Linked DNA regions of Anser cygnoides: region 2 is linked to region 1. Evidence: chromatin contacts called from public Hi-C data. All regions are on one chromosome and are shown on one strand. The core of a region is the stretch at or near the end of the contact, and the rest is flanking DNA. Distances in the headings are between cores, read along the strand shown.

Region 1 (5,151 bases), core at 1,302-3,801:
AGTGGATGCCCGAAATCAGCAGTCAGGAACAAATACAGAGCTCGTACTCCTATTTTGTAATTGGATCTCAGTGTCACATTGAAGTGAAGCCAGCTATATTGAGTGGTACCCTTCAGTGACACCGCTCTGAGGAGCAGTGCTCCTAAAAGACACATCTGGGCAAAATTCTCTGCTTCTACCACAAATTGGGAAAATTTGCTACAAAATTTTTTTCTAGTATTCTATGCCAGGCTTGTGAGCAAAGTCTCATTCCTTAAGTGTGTAACCATCTACCCTGCCCTTCATTACTGCCTGAGGGACAGATACCTTGCATCTTCATATAGATGCCACGGTCTCTGTTCAATTGATTTATTTTCCCCGGTGGCTTTAAGCCAGGGGTAGTTTCTCTTAAGCATAATTACTTTCCTCTGCAGCCTGCATGGCACATTCTTCCAGTGAAGGGATGACTGGTGAGTGAATACCTGGCTGCTAATCAAGGGCAGCTTTTTCTAAGCAAAGACATAAACATCTTTGTAACATTTTTGAGCGCAAAGAGACTATACCACACGTTTTAGCTCGGTAAGGAATGAGTAAAACAAAAGACACTCTCCCAAGTGTAACGTTTTCCACAGTGGGAAGATCAGAACGTCAACATCAGCAACATGCGTTGGAGAAGTGATGTATGGATTGGTGCTGTAGGGCTGCAGAGTTAGCTGTGTGCTCTGATTTACACCAGCACACTCCCAGTCACCCAAAAGGCCAGCCGGAACTGGCTTTGCCTGTTTGGCCCTCTGTGAACGTAACGCGAGTCCTTTCCATCCAGCCATGTGTTTGACCACAAAGGGCACCACCAGGCTGATGCTCAGAGGCACTGCTGAGGTGTGTCTCCAGCACGTGCACCTACTCATAAGCACGCTTAGGGTGATGAGGTTCCTGGCTAAATCCACTGAGACAGGCTTCACGTTGTCCTTACACGTGAAGTATGTGTGTGCAGCCCAAATTCATTCGTATGCAGTGGAACTTTGCGGTTTTTCAGTGCAGAAACCCATGAGAGAGCAGAAGGAGACCAGGCTGCAGAGCTGACACTTTATGGCAGGTCCAGCACCATCAGTCTCACATCCTCTTAAATTTTCCTGCTCCTTTACGACACTCTCTCTATGTATTTTCTATTGAAAAATATTTAAATGAAAAATGCTCGAAAGGGAGAGAGGTTAACAAAACTGTCATCTGGGATAAAAAATTAAGCAGATCTTTTCCAGACTCCACGAACAAAATACATTTCTAGCACTGCGGACCCAGGACTTCTAGCAGGCTGCTGGACTCCCAGGAGGATGCGTTCTTAGCTTATTTCACATATCAGCTTCATGTAGAATAGTTGTTTGTTTCTACTTGTGAAGGACACATATTTTCTGATGGAGATTGCCTACCTCAAGGGCAAGCTAAATTTAGATCTTCAGCTTGGAGAACAATAACTTTTTTTGTGCAATTTAGCTAGAAAATGGAAAAAGTGACTACTCTTGACAACTTTTGTCAGGCGGGAGCAGAGACATCCTCAGACAAGACTGTGAATATACATTGACATTGAATCTGAACTCAAAGCTGAGTTCCTGAACACCTATTATGTCCAGGTCTAAGCACTTCATTCTTATGCATTTTTTGAGAGAGAGACCTTTCCATTCATCTCTCCAGTCAGAAATGTCTTCTTTTTCCCCCACCTATGGCGGGAGATCCTCCCTTTCAGATAAGCAACCAGCCAACTAAAACGCTGCACCCTGACTGATCAGGACTCATCCCTGCACCAAAATGAACAGAAACTGGGCCATATTTTTGTTGAAGAAATGATGAAGACAGAAGGTCGGCTGTCCCGCTGTCGGCTGAAGGAGAAGGAACGGATGGAAGAGGGAGGGGGCGAAGCTGCCCCACACAGCTGCAGTGTGTGACACCAGGACAGACAGCAGAGGGGGACAAGTACTCGTGGGATGGAGCAAATTATGCAGTTCGTGTACTCTGCAGTGATGAAACAGCAAGGTCAGTTTCTGTACACGCTGGCTTATAGGCTGGCATATATGATTCATATATATGTATTTTAAGTCTTCTATATCTCCCCAGCTCAGGCTGCCATCCGCTTCTAGTCTTCTAACAAGCAGGCTTTTGAACAGCATTCACGCTCACTTTTTAAGTTTTGAAAGAAGTGTCTCTTGCTGTAGAGGCTGCTGCTAATGAGAGATGTGGCAGTGAGGAGACATCGCTGCTCTAGGTGGGCTCTGCGCTGTGCCGTCCTGCGCCACGCGAGCAGATGACAGCAGCGCTCTCGGTTGCGCCGAGACTCCGTGGGTCAGAGTCTGTGTTAGCACACACGTAACCATTAACCTGGCCTTTGCCGCCAGCTTCCAAAAACATTTCTGAGCATTCACCTCTCGTTCTGCAAATAACAGTTACATTCAAGGAAAGGTCAGGTCGCAACACGGTGCGGCTGGCTAGAACAGGAGCCACAGAAAAGCAAGGTCACGGTAACACAGACTTCTCTGCAATCTCAGCAAATAAAGAACCCCTCTCGCCCGCTCGATCTGTGTGCAGCGAGCTGCGCTGGGACTGGCAGAGCAGAGCGACGGTGCTTCTGCAGGTCAGCATCCAGCCACGGCAGTGGGCTGCAGCCACAAAGTGCCTCTGCTGTTCCCACCGTGGGGCGCACACTTGACTGCTGTGTAGCATGACCTGCAGTTTGCCTGGCTGCATCAATAAGAGCTACTGAAAGGGGTGCGCAGCGTCTCTTGGCGTTTGGTCCGCCGGGATTTTTTGCACAGGGCAGAGGAGTGACTCCTCTCTCCAGCCACATCCGTTTCAACACTGGAGGTATTTGAAACACTGAGGTCTGAAAAGGAGGTGTCCTACTAGATACTTGAAAGGATGGCTCCCCCTGTTTTATGATTCACAAAACACAGGATTGAGAACTCTGTGTGTGCAGCACCGTTATTAATGGATACAACAGAGCAGGCTGGCCAGTCTCGTTGGACAGTCCTGTTAGAAGTTTTGCCTGCTCCTGTGGCACCAGCTCCTCTTCACCCTCTTCAAAAAGGTGAAGACTCTATTTATTCCCTCCGGGTGAAAACCTGGCCCATGCAGACCCAGCAAAATTCCAGTGTAAGGGACAGGGAAGAGAAGAGATGTTCCCTTTCCTAGATGATGACTGATAGCGGTGTAACTCGTGACCCTGACACATGCTCATCTGGACTTGCCCTGACCTCAGTGAGAATCTCAAGACAGCAGAGGGGCCATGAAGGCAACACTGGGGACCTCTCCCTCAATCCCCCTGTGAGGAATGGGGTTTTCCCTCGGAACAGTAGGCAGCAGTGGCAGCTACCTGCAAGTCACTGCTGCAGCCATGGGACCACCTCAGGACACCTCCAGGGGATGCCATCCTGCCCTACCTCGGTTCCACGGACACTTTATCATCCCTGACCTGTAAGAACCAGCACAGACATAGAGAATCCCAGTACATCTATCTCTACCTCTTCCCAAAAACACTTTTGTAAGAAACCTTCCTACACCAGGCACATCAGCTCAGCATCAGCATCAGCAGAAGATAAAACCAGTGATATCAGCATCATCTTACCAACGAAATTCCCACACTTGTGGAAGGCAGCAGCAAGAGAGAAAAAACTACCCAGACCTGGTCTGGCTTTGATTTGCTGTGTCCCTCAGAATGAAAAGTGATGTCTGTATAGTCTCCCTGAGACCTGAAAAACAGAGGAAGGAAGGTGTGTTCTTGCTCAGTTAAATGTTTCTAAAACCCAAAAAGCGTTCTCCACCTGCTGTCTCTGTCTCAGCACAAAGTGAAATGGTTATACTAAACACTGAACAAAAGTCCTTCCCATTTACAACTCTCCCACCTTCAGCAGCGTTACAGCAGTCTCCTCTGCAGCACAGAGCTGTACAATTTATGTACCCTCCTCTGTCTTAAAATTCCCAAGCTGCGCTGTACAAGCAAGGAAGCTATAAAAGACACTTCGCACAGACAAGACTTACAACTTGCACTCCGTTCCGACGCTGCAAAAAATGCCTCGCTGAAACAAAGATCTGAGTTTCGCATGATTTATTTAACTTTCAAATATATCCTGGGTTTTACAGTGACGGGCACTACAGAAAGCATGATGAGAAATAGATGGGTAATTATTGTGGCGGGTTTGACTTTTACCATCATCTAGAACTGCAGTGAAGTCAGAAAATACAGGTTTATGCTTCTTGAGATACGTGTCTAAATCTAGCTCGTGTCATAAGTGGTCTGAAAGTAATGGTCACAGCTTGACTCCTCACCAGGCGTGGATGAGTGACTTCACACAGAATTAGCGGGATTTTTATGTCAGAGCATGGGGACCACAAGCTTGGGTACAAACCAGCATGGCTGGCAGCAGGTTTCAGGACAAGCAGGGAGCAAGGGAACTCAGTCTCCAAAAAGAATGCTGTAGGCAGCGCTGGGTGTGGGCTGCTCCCCCAGCAGCAGCCCAAAATGTGCCGGTCCCTCAGCCTTCAGCCCCTCTCGCCTGCTCTAGACACTGTGGCTTGCGAGAGGCACTTCTTGGATCGGGAAGGAAGGAAGGGGCGGATGAAAAAACGTTAGAAGAGAAAACCAGAAAAGCTGTTTTATCGGCATGTACCTACAGCTAGATCACAGGGGAACTGTGAAATGCAGGATTCAGTATTGATGTGGCCGCTGTACAGACCGTAACCCCTGGCTGTTACAGGAGCCCCAGGCAGGGAGCTACGCTCGGCTGCAGCATCCTTTGATGCCCAGCTGCAGGACAAGAGCATGAGCCATCACACGGCCAGGGACAGACGGCATGGACCAGACCCTGTCCAGAAACGGGGTCCAGCCACAACCCTGACCCACAGACCACGACGGCACCCCGTGCTCCCTCCCGGGGCAGGCGACGAGGCAACCTGTCCCCCCGGGGTGCGACCCAGGGCACGGGGACCCACGGGACGTCCCCGCTTCGAGGTGGCAGTGCCCACCGGTTCCCCACCGGGTGCATCGCATCCCACTTGGGGCTCTCTGTCCCCCGTGTCCCCGAGTCGTGCGAGCCACGAGAGGGCACTGAAACATAACCGAAGCGCCGAAACGCTCAGCCTCCTGCGCCAAAGGGGGGTCTCCCATCTGATGCCACTGCTTTCCCC
Region 2 (5,151 bases), core at 1,242-3,741, 360 kb after region 1:
TTTTCAATTTAGATATATTTCCTTCTCAATTTGAAAGATCAATAGTTTTAAGAAAAATACTACACCTTCTTTCTGCTCCATATGTTTCTCTTATTGGTTCATTTACACTGTGCTGTTCTCCTAATAGCAGTTAGTACATCTTTTTGTCATTTTAGCCTTCCACAGCCATTAGTGCTAACCGCTGAGACGGCGCAGCTCTCCTCTGCCATCCTGACTGAACACTGCATCTCTTTCCCCGGCTGTTCTCCCTTTGACTAATGTTCACCAACACTCATACATCATTCCCAAATTGGTCCAAATGAATTAAACACAGCTCTGCTTAACATTACGAGATTTAAATGGATTTTCTCTCTACAGGTCTGCCCCATAATTGGGTTTATCCATCTTGTTGAAGTACAGTTTACACTTGCTAACATCACGCCAATTCAAGCTACATTTTCTGCTCCAGTGGCAGGAGCGAAGCAGATTTGTCATCGGATCATAACAGGTAATTCAAACAACAATTAGTTTGATGACGGCCCGTATGTCAATGTCTGGTCCCAGTCAGCGCTGCTCGCACCCAGTGCTCTTGGAACGGTAAGATGAATTGTGCTTACAATTCTTCAATTTCAATCAGCAAATACTTACTGGGAAAAAAGCTGAAGCTCGATTGACACAAAACTGTCCTACAAGCGCCTGGCCTGCACAAGGACAGCGCCTTTTACTGCATTTGCCCAAGATAGCAACAAACGCTCAGCACTCAGGAAACAGCGCTCTCACACACACCTCACCCGATTCACAAACCTGGAACGAAGCAACCCTGCAAGCAGGTGAAAGCTACCCTCGCTTTGCAGACGAAAGGCAAGTCCTAAATTTTCTACGTGGGTGCTAAAACAAGGCTGATTCTTCTGATGGGTGCCACATCCACAAACCCACTGATGCTTGCAGAGGCGATGACAAAAATCAGAGTGCCGCTGAGGATGAAGCCCTGAGCTTTTCAACATGGGTACCTAGCATTGGAAAGCTTCAGCTGTTAGGATTTAGATATATCAGGAGAGATAGGGACCAACACCCCCAAGTCCCGATTTTCAGTGAAGTGCTCCAGCTACTAGCTCACATAATAACATTAAAAATATTTGCAGGCAAAGTCGTGCATTCTGGGTTTGAAAAGAACATGCGTTTTTGGAGAGCTAATTCTGCCAATTAGGCAAGACATGGTTTGCCTCTCAAAATCTGTTCAAGAAAGTTTGTTTCAAATTAAAAGAAACATTATTTTCTTAGGGCCAAGTAAATCTAATCCCCACATCCACATTTTTCAGGTTCCTTCACGAAAATGAGGTTATCTGGGACAAAGCTTTTATAATTTCAAACAGCCATGCACATCAGTATCTATACTATTAACTATGAATGCAATCAATCCCTTGGCTATTCTTCCTCTTATTCTTTCTGGTTTAGAAGAAGAGAAAGAAAAATCACTAACAGATTTTCTGCAAAATCATTTTGTCTTGAATTATATACTAACATGCACTACTAGTTGCTGTACATCATTTAACAGAAAAAATTCAGCTAGATGACTTAAAATGTAGGTAGGATTTTCATAATTCAGAGGAGATCCTTTGAAAGAAACCAACATTTAGACAGAAGTCTTGGTTTAAAAATTAAAATGTACTTAATGAGCAACAAAGATATCAGTGACTAAAGATTTTCAAAGCCAATACCAGAATACCAAAAAACCTCTTTAACCTAAACATTGTAATAGAAGATGATTACGGTCAGATCAAAAAGTAGTTAAAGTAATGGTATATAAAATATTCTCCTTCTAGAGGTGGCAAGGGGAAATTCGGCACAGATAGAAAGCAGAGACACTAAAACCTCACTGGAACCTGGAAAACATCATTCTGTTTTTCTGCACTAAAATTTAAATCAAATACAAATCAATGCCCTGAGAAAAATTACAGTATTCTGTCCGCTGTTTCAGGTTTAAGTTTTCTATTCAAATACCACCATTACCTTTTGTGTGCCCCCAACAAAAAATATAAATACTTCTTTCATTTTCAACCTTTTTTTTCGTTATTATTTTATTATTATTCCAATGAATGTTTTATATACAGAGACAAATCAGACACATGGCCTGATGCTCAGCTGAAGAAAATCGGGAGAGAGCCATTGTTATGTGCTTTTTTTTTTTTAAGCAGAGTTACGACAGTTCACACAATCTTTGGACAACACACATTTAGCAATGCTGCATTTGTTTTTTCATCATGCTGGCCTTTCAGTGTAATTCTGAGCACTGGGAACAGCTCCAAGTGTCTCGGGTCACTTCTGAAAGTACAGTTGGCACCGATCCCACAGGTCATTCCCTTGGAGGGCTTCCCAACATCTCGGGAGCACCCAATCAAAAACTCTGAAAACTCTCAAAGACATCAATTCCCACACAAGCCCATCATCTGGTGATTTGTGCCCGTCAAGCTACGAAGAAAGAAAACCCGATCCCCTCAGCGCTTGGCAGATTAATGGGCAGAAAGAGAACACAGTGTCTCCGCAGCCCTCTCGGCGCTTGACCCAGGCGGGCTGGGCAGGGAAGGGGTGGCAGCAGGCAAGGCTGTGGCAAGAACCGGGACCCAATTTTGCAAGCGTTACTCCTGTCCCACTGAAGGCTGTGGGTATGGGGCAATGTTTCTGGGCCAGACCCTTATCACCCTTATCTGTGGCGAGGCAGCGACGCTACTTGCATCCTTGTGCAAAGCAGGCACTTGACTGCACGGTGGGGGGAGCGATCTTGGGAGCGTGTTTATTTTTGTCAAGCTGGCACGGGAGTAAGGTGCAGGTTTGCATGGGAGAGAAGGGCAGGGGTCACAGCAGAAAAGTAATAATGGACTTCTGGGTTTGGTCATCGCCTGGCACCTGAGAGCCGGCAGATTCCAACTCTTCCAACCCGTCACTCGCAGCCAGGAAATGCCCTCTCTCTCAGTCATCACTCCAAATAATAAATATTTATTTATAAATTACACGCAGCCTCTTCCCCCCAGCACGAGGCTGAGCAGAGCAGAAATAAGAGCCACGCAGCCCACTAACCATCAAAATAGCTGCGAGAGCAAACCAAGGGCCGCGCAACAGGCAACGAGCCCCATGCAGGCAAGCTCCAATGGCACCAGGAAGAATCTCCAGCATGCGAGAAATGACGAAGACCAGGGGAAAGTTTCCGAGTGCTTTAGATCAGTTCTCTCTTACAAAAACAGGGAGACTGTTCCCAGGTTGTAATCCCTCAAAAGAGGAGACTTCCTACTCTATCACCGAGCAGGCTCGGCTCCAGCCATGGCGCACAGGTGTCAAGTTGACGCTCTGGCACAAAAGGAGACCGGTGCTGACAGTGCCTTGGATGCACCTTTGGGGACAGCATGGCCAGAAGTCTACACAGCGACCAGGAACTGGGCTGAGCACCTAATAAGCAGATTTTTTTTTAATATATTTTTTTTTTAATTTACTAAGTCTCAGCTATCACTAGCAGCCAGCGCAAAGCCTCAAAGCCAAGCAGAATAATGCATCCTCAGGCTTTTGTATCCCAGCTTGTCCTGGCGGCCTCCGTTGCAAATCAGTTGTCGTAGCTGGAGACTGGACTCGAGAAGCCGATTAAACAAAGCTTGCCCTGCTCCTGTCTGACGCAGCGCTCCCTCGTCCAGCTCCTCATTAACGGGCCTCGCGGATATCCACTGTGACTGCTAGCTCCACTGGCTGTTGAAGGGCACACAGTATCCTGGCAAGAGGCCGGATCTGAAAAAAATCTGGCTTTTTAGAGCGGTCAGAGCCCTGTCACAGAGCCGCGTGGGCTGCTGTGCTGAAGCCGCTCTCCCAGCCCAGGACGGCAGCCCCGCTGAGGTCAGCCTCCTCAGAAAAAACAGCGGGTGCCAGACCAGCGGAAGACCCAGCCTGACTTCCAGGTCTTGCCATCACAAGTCCGTCCCCGGCTTGTGAGGCAGGGTCCCCAAAAAACAGCCGTTCTGGCACAGAGGGCCTCAATCCGCAGACACGGCCCATGCCTGTACCCCTTCAGAGACTGTCGGCCAAGAGCTGGCCAAAGAGGCACAGCAGGTGAAGAAGGCCCCGCTTTCAGGGCACAGCAGAAGACCAGAGACAAAGGCTGGTGTACACTGTCTCTCTTTAAAATACTTATTTAAAAGAGAAAATGCATAGAGAAAACACCAGCTTTACCAAGGCCAGGATGCGACCCAAGCTCGTAGAGCTGCCCTGAGGGAAGGCAATTAGTCTCACTCAAGGGATGCCAAAAAATTTAGCAGAGCATCCATAATCACCCTGAAATGTTCTCTACTAGCAAAGCTTAATGGGTTTATCATTTATTTCTCAGTTAAGTGGTGCTTAAGTTGACCGGGGAGTGGATCCATATTGTATATTGATTAGGCAATAAAAACACATTAAAAAGCAAGTCGGACTGCAGACAAGAGCCTCATCCCCTTCCCTCTGCCAGGCGGGGTGTCTGCTCGGACAGGCCGCCACACCTTCGCTCCACCTCTCCTAGCAGTTCAGCTCTTCTGCAAAACGCTTTTACACAGTGAATGAATTCCTAAGGCTACTTGTAAAATTACTAGGTGCAGCCTTGTTAAACATTCATTTGGACCAAAGACAGTAAATTAAAATCACAAAGCGAGCGAGCACCGAGTGCCATGCTGTGACCAAAGCTAAACAAACAGGGCAGTCCATCAGTGACTTATTCCTCAGCCGCTACTCCAGATCGTCCGTCCCCACTCGCCACACTCACAGGGTCTCCCACAAATCAATAGCAAGGCTCAATGATTATTACTGGAACAGGATTACACTCTTTTCTACTTCCAGGTCAGAAGGCACAACGAGTACAAGCCACTATGTATTTTGTGAGACCACACCATGACTTTATTTATGCCATATGGGCAGTTATGATTATTCCAAGGAATAATGTTCATTTATTTCAGCAACAATCTGACAAACTAAATTTATGCTGCACCTTTGGCCTGCTTGCCTGAACTCTGCTCAGCAATGTCTCTCAGCTGGGACTACTTCTAAAACACAAAAACAGTTTTCAAACCGCCAGTGTTTCTTGGATGTCGTTTTGTTTAGATCCACTACAAAAGGGCATTTTCTCACTCTCCACTCTTCCGCTGTCCTCCCCATCTCCTCTTC

The links. Hi-C and Micro-C count contacts between places; a contact is called where the count stands out from the background.
Region 2: a contact with region 1 is called in a Hi-C map of liver, with 4 times the contacts expected there. The contact joins two enhancer-like sites. A contact is called at or near these places in 2 of 7 Hi-C or Micro-C datasets (both in liver).

The regions. Positions count from the first base shown.
Region 1 is chr7:9,320,195-9,325,345 of Taihu_goose_T2T_genome, forward strand. No RefSeq gene overlaps it. Among named protein-coding and RNA genes, the nearest start is that of HABP2, 18 kb to the left of the region's middle. Within about 2 kb of position 2,552, at least 2 of the 3 cell types and tissues checked have open chromatin away from gene starts, as enhancers often do. A contact at or near this core is called in liver, where this site is marked.
Region 2 is chr7:9,679,425-9,684,575 of Taihu_goose_T2T_genome, forward strand. The region is part of intron 3 of TCF7L2 (transcription factor 7 like 2); the gene reads right to left. Among named protein-coding and RNA genes, the nearest start is that of TCF7L2, 22 kb to the right of the region's middle. Within about 2 kb of position 2,492, at least 1 of the 3 cell types and tissues checked has open chromatin away from gene starts, as enhancers often do. A contact at or near this core is called in liver, where this site is marked.